Regions from separate parts of the Canis lupus genome. Here region 1 is linked to region 2. The links are chromatin contacts, called in public Hi-C maps. All regions are on one chromosome and are shown on one strand. Each heading gives the region's core, a stretch centred on a gene start, on an enhancer-like site or on the middle of the called end of the contact. The rest is flanking DNA. Distances are from core to core; before and after follow the strand shown.

Region 1 (4,119 bases), core at 621-3,120, 380 kb after region 2:
TCTAAGCTCCCTGCCTCTACTCCAAGCTCCCCTTCCCTTCCTGCTCAAGTAGGCCTCATTCGCCAACATGCAGCGTGGTGACTAGCTCCCGTCTCTCACCAATTCCTTTATTCTGAACATCCTGAGTAATGATAAAAGGACATGCTCAGAGAAGTGAGACAAACCGTCAGTTGCAGAGGTTTGTCCCTCCCCTTGGCCCCTGCTCCAGTCAAACCTGTTTTGTTTATAGCTCCTGAGAAACTGCGTTCACCTACGGCAAGGAAAACCGTATTCTCAGGTCTAGGAGGGGAGAGCGGACCTGGTGACGTGCCAGGCCCGAGTCTGGCTGAGCAGCCAAGGACGAGCTAATTCCGTGATCACAGCAATGCAGTCAGTCGTGCAATTCAGGTGTTGGGAGGGAAAGGTGGCTTAAGAAACGGCAGTCATTCCCCTCAGATTGTTTGGGAGTGAATACAGCACCAGCTGCAGGACTTGGCTCCATTTACTCCCCGAGGTGAAAGGAGCCACAGCATTCCCTCCCAGCTGGACTGTGTACAGGCTTCCCTGGCCCTGTACTGTAGCTGGTGACGCTTGGTGCCGCGCAGCAACAGGTGAGTAACCAGTGGCTTCCTAGAACCACATCCGGCTCTTGCATGGCCAGCCTTCCCCACATACAGCTACTGCAGGGATTTGACATTCTCATCTTCGGGGTTACACACAGTATGAGAGCCTGATGTCCTATTTTGGGGAGTGGGGTTAGGAGTTGAGTAAGGGAACGTAAAAGGCCAGTGGTCAAAGTCAAAGAAGGTAGAGAGCTACAACACAGGATAATTATTGTTGAATTTATTAAAATAAGTTGACTGCCAAATGTTGTACCACATTCCTAACTTGCAGCTATGCAACTTGTCCAGGAGAGAAGACAAGTGGGAAGGAACATCTGTCCTGCAGGCAGCGCTCAGGGGGGCTCCATGGGCCTTCCCTGGGCCCCAGCCCTGACACAAGGCAGTTAACAAATGGCCCTGAGCACTCCATCACAGCCACTTCTGTGTACACCCGGGGCGGGCTGAGCTGGGACAGCAGCACAGGGGTATGGCCTGTCTCCTCCTCGCTTTTCCTTCTACCTACATGTGGGCTAAATTCACTGTGCTCTGTGAGAATCCAAAGCAAACGCTGTACAAGACTCATGTACTTGAAATAAAAATGTTGACTAGGATGATGGCATTTTGATGGATTTTCAAAATATTGAAAACCACCAACTCCTAAGTCCTCTGGGATAATTTTCTCAGCCGGTGGGACAATCTCCACTTACAAAACACATTCAAGGTGAGCCGTTTGGAATGGACACACTAAAAATTCCCCAATGCCTAATTATTTCAAGATACTTTATTTTCAAAACAGGTCACAACACTAAGCTTTTGGCCCATTCTGCCAACATACAAGCTACAAACGCTTGCTCAGCAGCTGAGGGGCACTCCTTAGTAGCATGTTTGAAAATTGAATAAAAATCCATATAAAACAAATATTCAAATAGTTTCCATAGGAACACAGATAAGTGACCCCATCTCCTAGTCTTCCATACTGTTGCATTCATGCCAACCCTACTTACAGACATCTCAAAACTAGCAGTAATTAAGTTAAACGGTCCCCCCAAATCCCACAATTCAAGCTAAACTCGAAGTTAACAGCTACAGGAGTGGCACCTACACGTTAATGCTAGCTGAAGCACAGGCAGCGGGGGGACGTTTCATCCCGCTCTCCCAAGCACAGGACACTGGCAGAGTGCTGACGTCTTGCTCCTCTACTTCGGGCGGGAAGTCGTGGTTCTGGATCTGCTGCATCAGTTGCCTGAAGGACAGAAGTAGCATATTCAGAAACCCTGAGTCACCCCGTAACTGGGCAGCTTCACACAAGAATCACTTATTCATGAGCCTATTTACTTCCTTGGTTACTAGGTCATCAGGAAGCAACTCAATGTTTCTAAAGCAAGCCTTTCTTCAGGACCATCATTTCCGTCACAGGGAAACCACAAGTCACGTGCATTCATTAAACTATTCTACTTATATATAAATACACTAATTTTTTTTGAAATAATTATACCTTTGCAAAAATCTGAAACCAAATACAGATCAGTATTCCCAGAAGGATTTTCTTTCCATTTGTATTTTCTGAATTTGACAGCATATATTCTTTTTTTTTTTTTTTTGACAGCATATATTCTTAAGGCAGAAAGGAAACTATTTTTAAAAACGTGGTTAGTGTTTAAATCTATTTTTTTAAAATATTTTATTTATTTATTCATGAGAGACGCAGAGAGAGAAAGAGGTAAAGACACAGGAGGAAGGAGAAGCAGGCTACATGCAGGCAGCCCGATGTGGGACTCGATCCCGGGACTCCAGGACCACACCCTGGGCCAAAGGCAGGTGCCAAACCGTTGAGCCACCCAGGGATCCCCTAGTGTTTAAATCTAAACGAGACAATTTCCTTTTAAACCAGACAACAAAATAAATAAATAAATAAATAAATAAATAAATAAATAAATAAATAAACAAACAAACAAACAAACAAACAAACCAGACAACAGCCAGCAGAAACCTGAGGAAATCTGTTCTTATTAAACCATAAACATGTGTTGCCATCACTAACCATGTTGGCCCCGACATCACATAGTAGATAGTTGGCCTCTGGAATCCATTGAAAGTAGAAGCAGCAGCAACAGTGTAAGCACCCATGTTTTCAAAGAGCATCCAATCGCCCACGTGTATCTCCGGCAAGTCGCAGCGCTCAACAATGCGATCCAGACCATCACACGTGGGTCCCCATATGCTAGTGGAATAGTACTTCTCATCTGGTTTAGGTCTCTACATTCGAAGAGAGAGAAACATAACTAGTTACCCTTGTTATTATGACCACACATCTTAACTGCTGCATATGCTATGTTCAGAAGGTACCTTCTGCAGAAGGGGCTTCACGTGGGCATGATCATAGAGGATGCAATTAAATGATCCATACACTCCATCGTTCACGTAATACATAAAGGTTTGTTCACTCGACTCATCTTCATCTAGAAAGGCAGAGTAGTCTCTATTACCACTTTCTGTACCAACTTACAACTATGTGTGCAGTGATTCATCCTTTATACGTACCATCGGAACCTGTCTGTTCCTTTAAGACGAGTTTTTTGGCAATGATGTTAACTGCGAGCGTGAAGGCTGACGCAACGTAGTATCTGCCGGGCTCGGCTATGACCCTTACCCCCGAGTCAGCCGGGAAGTACTTGTCCAGGGCTGGGTTGATAACACTGGTGATCTACAAGAGTGAGACAGACAAGGACAGTCATTATCAGGGGGAACTAACAGCAAAGAGCAGAAACCAGTGCTGTGACAGGACAGGATAAAAAAACGTTGAAAGCAGCCACCAGCAGGGAGGTTTATTATCAAGCAACCACAGAAGAAAAACAAACCAGCATCTCCCTAAAAAAAACCCTGTGGTTTCACTTAGATTCCCCTCTGGATACCTCCCCTCCTTTGTAAGATGTTATGGGTAGGATTCTCCCCAACAATAAATCACCTCTTACTGAGATATCAAGGTACCAAGTACTTTAACCTATCAAACTCACACCAACAGGATAAAACTCTTAATTCTTGTCTATCTCACAAAATCTCAGTAAGAAGGTGATCTGTTTCATAAATTCAACCACCACATAAGGGTCCACTTCATGAGATATGAAGTATTTAACTTCGTAATTAAAATGTTTAAAGGAAAATACAGTATCTAGAAGAGCACACTTGGGGTAACGACATATGGTCCACACACTTTGCACAGCAACATTTCCTAAAGTAATCAACTGTTTTACACGATTGGGTGGGGGCAAGAGACTCATTTCAGTTTGGAATGCCAAAGCACACTAAAATACATAAAAAAAAAAAAAAAAAAAAGACTATTTATTCATGAGAGACACAGAGAGAGGCAGAGGGAGAAGCAGGCTCCCCGTGGGGAGCTCGACTTGGGACTCAATTGCCGGACCCTAGGATCACACCCTGAGTCAAAGGCAGACGCTCAAGCACTGAGCCACCCAGACATCCCAAAATACAATTTTAAATAACACAGAACTCACTGAAAATATCCTACCAAGACACTATT
Region 2 (3,874 bases), core at 1,110-3,609:
GTAGCAGCACGTACCCATGACTGTCCTGTTTGTTCTTGCTGTGGAGCCTGCTACAAGAGGCTTCATGAGCACTGCCTTCATTTCTCTCCTGCAGGTCTTTGGCCACTGTCCTCTGTGTACTTCATGTCCCTGGCTGGCATGTTTATATCGCACATCTTGTTCACTTTATTGGTGTGTTTATGTATTTATCTAGACAAGGTGGTGTTTTTTAATGTTGAGTTAGAAATGCTGTAAACTTTCTTTGTTGCATTTAGAAACAGTGCCAAGTTTGGAAAGAATTGATTTTAAAAATAGGAGAAGAACATGTTTAAGAAACCGATTGTAAATAATCCTGGGTAATAGGGTAACATCTCTCCGAAGACTCCATGTTTATACTGATCCTAGGATTTGGTTCCTGCTTATTTTTGCTTTGAATAGAAACTCGACACTGGGAAGCAAGGGGAGGTTAGGTTTTAGGTTGGATTACCATGAAATCCTCTTGTAAATGGAATATCACTTTGGGTCAGAGACTTCCTGGAATTGTTGAGGGTTAAGTGTAACTTTCCCAGGCTGCTGTTTTTGAGTCATAAATTGAGCCACGTGGCCTTGAATGATAGAGAAAAATTTAGCTTTCTCATTTGGTTGTAAAATGAAAAATATGATGATTTGGTTACTTGATATGCTTAGTTTGCATGGACTACTGTGTGTTGGCCTTTCTTTTTGTCTTGTGCCTGTTTATCTTTTGTCTGTTTCATAACCTACCTCCTTAACCCAGATTTGTAAGTTGTATATGAAGTGTTTCTTAACAGCATACTGTTGACCATTGGACAGTACTGCAGAGGCCCACTTATATGTTGGTCTTTTCCAATAAATGGAAAATTTTTTTGAGATTTGTAACACTTTGAAAAAAGTTGTAGATGAACTGCGTAGCCTAGAGATAACTGAGAAAGTTAAGAAAAAGGTATTGTAAAAATAGAGTTTAGAATATGTATAACTTACAGAACATGTGTTAATTGGCAATGTTATTGGGAAGGCTTCTGGTCAACAGGCCACTAGTTAAGTTTCAGAGGAGTCAAAAGTTATATGTGGATTTTTGGCTCTTGGTGGGGGGCAAGCAGTTGGTACTCCTAACCCTTGCATTGTTCTAGGGTCAACAGTATAGGAAAAGATTTAAAGTCAAAGCACAAAGTTTCTGTAATGGATTTGAAATGTATACGTGCCACTTTTTGCCTGTATATTAGGTTTCGGTATTTTTAAAAATGAAAGCATTTTGTTTATTTCCTGAAAATGGGTTAACTGGAAAGAAAAATCATAGTGGGCTAGAAAAGGTAGCCCTAGACCCAGCACTGTGCTAAAAGTGTTGAGATAGCTTCCACGTGACGAATATGGACCTAGCCTTACAATATTTGCAGTCTAGTCAGGTAAATAAAACATAAAACATGTAAAAATGGCAAACCATTCCCCGTAGTGAAAAAAAGTGATTAGGGTAAAAAATTGATTTGGGAAAGACAGATTGCAGGGCATAAAGGGGGGGAAGTTGTGGATATGAATTCCAGCCCTTCGCCTTCTACCTTGGCACAGTTTTTTTTTTTTTTAAATCTCTCTGGGCTTCACCCATAAAAGGATTAACACTGTCTCTCAAGGTTGTGAAATGAGATCATGTGTATAAAGCAGGTGCCCAGTGCCGGTATGGAACCCTAAGTATGCACTGCTGTGGCATCTACAACACAGGTTGGGGTGAATGGAAACTCTCTGTGGAGATGGCTCCAGAGCTGGACCTCTGCAGATGTGGGGACGCAGAGAGGACATGCGGGGTGACTTGGACTGGGACAGGACGGACACAGTAGGAGGGAGAAGGACAAGGATAAAGACGAGAGGCAGGAGTGAGCAGTAAAATGTGTTCTTAGGGGCCATGAGTAGACTGGCCTGAGTGGAGAGCTAATGCAGGGACAGGGTAAGGGATGACTTTTCAGTCTGTTCATGTGGACGAGTTCTCAGTCATTGTAGGGTGTTTGGGTCTTTTCCTTCTTGGAAATAGCATATAGACTAGATCAAGAATAAAACCCCTGTGTTTCAGTATTTGCAAACCTTCTAGAGAGCGTTTTTTGTCGTTATGGTTACAGTTTTCTTACCTGTCCACCCCCTTCTCTTTACCTACATTCTTAGAAGCTCCCCTACCCCAGCTTTTCTGGCTTAAACTTCTCCCTGTGTCTGGGTCTTGGTTCAGCCAGTGGCACCCCACACTACTTGTGGTAGATCTGTTCTCGGTTGTTGGGGCTTAGGGGTTGTTGGCCATTGGACCAGAAGGAATCCAGCGGGAGGGTCTTGGCTGGTCTATGAAAGGCACTGATTTTTACAACTGTAATTCCAATAGTCCCCACTGTGTGGTGCTCACGCATCAGAAATAAATTACAAAGCTCAATGGTTGAAAGGGAGCTCTTGTACATTGATTGTGACCTTGTGTGGCGAGGTTAAAATCCATAATCACAAAAAAAGAGGGAAATGGGGTGACAAAACATGAGAGACTCCTCTAACTCTGGGAAACGAACAAAGGGTTGTGGAAGGGGAGGCTGGCGGGAGGATGGGGTAACTGGGTGACAGGCACTGAGGGGAGCACTTGATGGGATGAGCACTGGGTGTTACATGTTGGCAAATCGAAATTCAATTAAAAAGAAAGAGGGAAATGGAGCATGTTTTTTTTTGTTTTTTGTTTTTGTTTTTTTTTTGCTGTACAAAGATTCACTTGGGTTTCTCCTAACAACTTACTTTAATAATGTCAGTAATGCCTCTTTAATAACATGCCACTTTTAATAATGTGACTCACTGAGTTCATAAATTCCAGAATACTGGGGCATGCTTTGGTTGCTACAGTTATCCTTAGAGGTAGTGTAGACATAAATGGAGGCAGGTTCCCAGAGTTTGTACTAAGCTATAAAACATCTCTGTATCTCTGTGCTATTGGTAACATTGGTAAAAATGACATCAAGAAAGACAACTGGACTCTTCCATAGTCTGATGCTAAGTAAATATTCTAGAAGGGAAAATCAACAGGTTCAAAGCTGCTATTTTTTTACCTTTAAATAAAGTCTGCCATTCCTATGACCAGAAGTAGTTTTAAAATAAGCCCTTCATTTAAAAAAAAAAAAAAGTTGTTGTTGTTGTAGTTTTTTTTTTTTTTTTTTTTTTTTTTTTTTTGAGTGAGCAGCTGAGCTCTTATTTAGAACATATTTGAGTAATTTTGGGGATGTTGGTATTTTTACAAGCTGTGCTAAGGTTGACTGTTGCTGCCTATTGTTTATAATACCTTTTTTTTCCTTTTCAGGTTTTCATCTCTGTGAACTGCTTAAGCACAGATTTCTCTTCTCAGAAAGGCGTGAAGGGGTTGCCTCTTAATATTCAAATTGACACCTATAGTTATAACAACCGTAGCAATAAGCCTGTGCATCGGGCATACTGCCAGATAAAAGTCTTCTGTGATAAGGTAAGCTTGTCAGATTGGGTAGGGACAGTAAGAATAAAGCATGTGAGATATACTCTTCCTCATGGAGAATGACCAAGAGTCTTTTTCATATTTAAGTTTGATATAAATGTATTGCTGATAAAATATGAAATAGCTTATTTAAAGTTAGAAATTATTGTTTTAGCCATGCATAGACACGTTATACAGGGGAGGGAAAAAAAATCTTGTTTTAACTGAAAAATTTGAAGGGCCAATGAATCCATTCTGTTGGGCATGTCTGATAGAATCCGGGTGGCGCACATGGAATACGTGTGGGGCTATGCTCAGTCCTGGGTGGCCCCTCTGCTTACTGAGACTTGTAGGCAGGGGCTGCAGTAGCTCTGGAGCTTTGTGTCTGAGGGCTCCATGTGAATGATGACTGTAAAGGGCTGTCCT

The links. A called contact is a pair of places that touch in the nucleus more often than the background predicts.
Region 1: a contact with region 2 is called in a Hi-C map of blood, with 5 times the contacts expected there. The contact joins two enhancer-like sites. A contact is called at or near these places in 4 of 9 Hi-C or Micro-C datasets (amygdala, blood and skin fibroblasts).

Annotation. Positions count from the first base shown.
Region 1 is chr17:7,373,026-7,377,144 of UU_Cfam_GSD_1.0, forward strand. It overlaps ODC1 (ornithine decarboxylase), which reads right to left. Exons shown (of 12, transcript XM_038560768.1): 9 at 3,123-3,285; 10 at 2,928-3,040; 11 at 2,623-2,837; 12 at 1,343-1,824. The coding sequence ends at 1,680. Among named protein-coding and RNA genes, the nearest start is that of ODC1, 7.1 kb to the right of the region's middle. Within about 2 kb of position 1,871, at least 3 of the 20 cell types and tissues checked have an H3K27ac peak or open chromatin away from gene starts, as enhancers often do. A contact at or near this core is called in blood, where this site is marked.
Region 2 is chr17:6,991,177-6,995,050 of UU_Cfam_GSD_1.0, forward strand. It overlaps GRHL1 (grainyhead-like protein 1 homolog), which reads left to right. Exons shown (of 16, transcript XM_038560755.1): 9 at 3,302-3,460. Among named protein-coding and RNA genes, the nearest start is that of GRHL1, 32 kb to the left of the region's middle. Within about 2 kb of position 2,360, at least 2 of the 20 cell types and tissues checked have an H3K27ac peak or open chromatin away from gene starts, as enhancers often do. A contact at or near this core is called in blood, where this site is marked.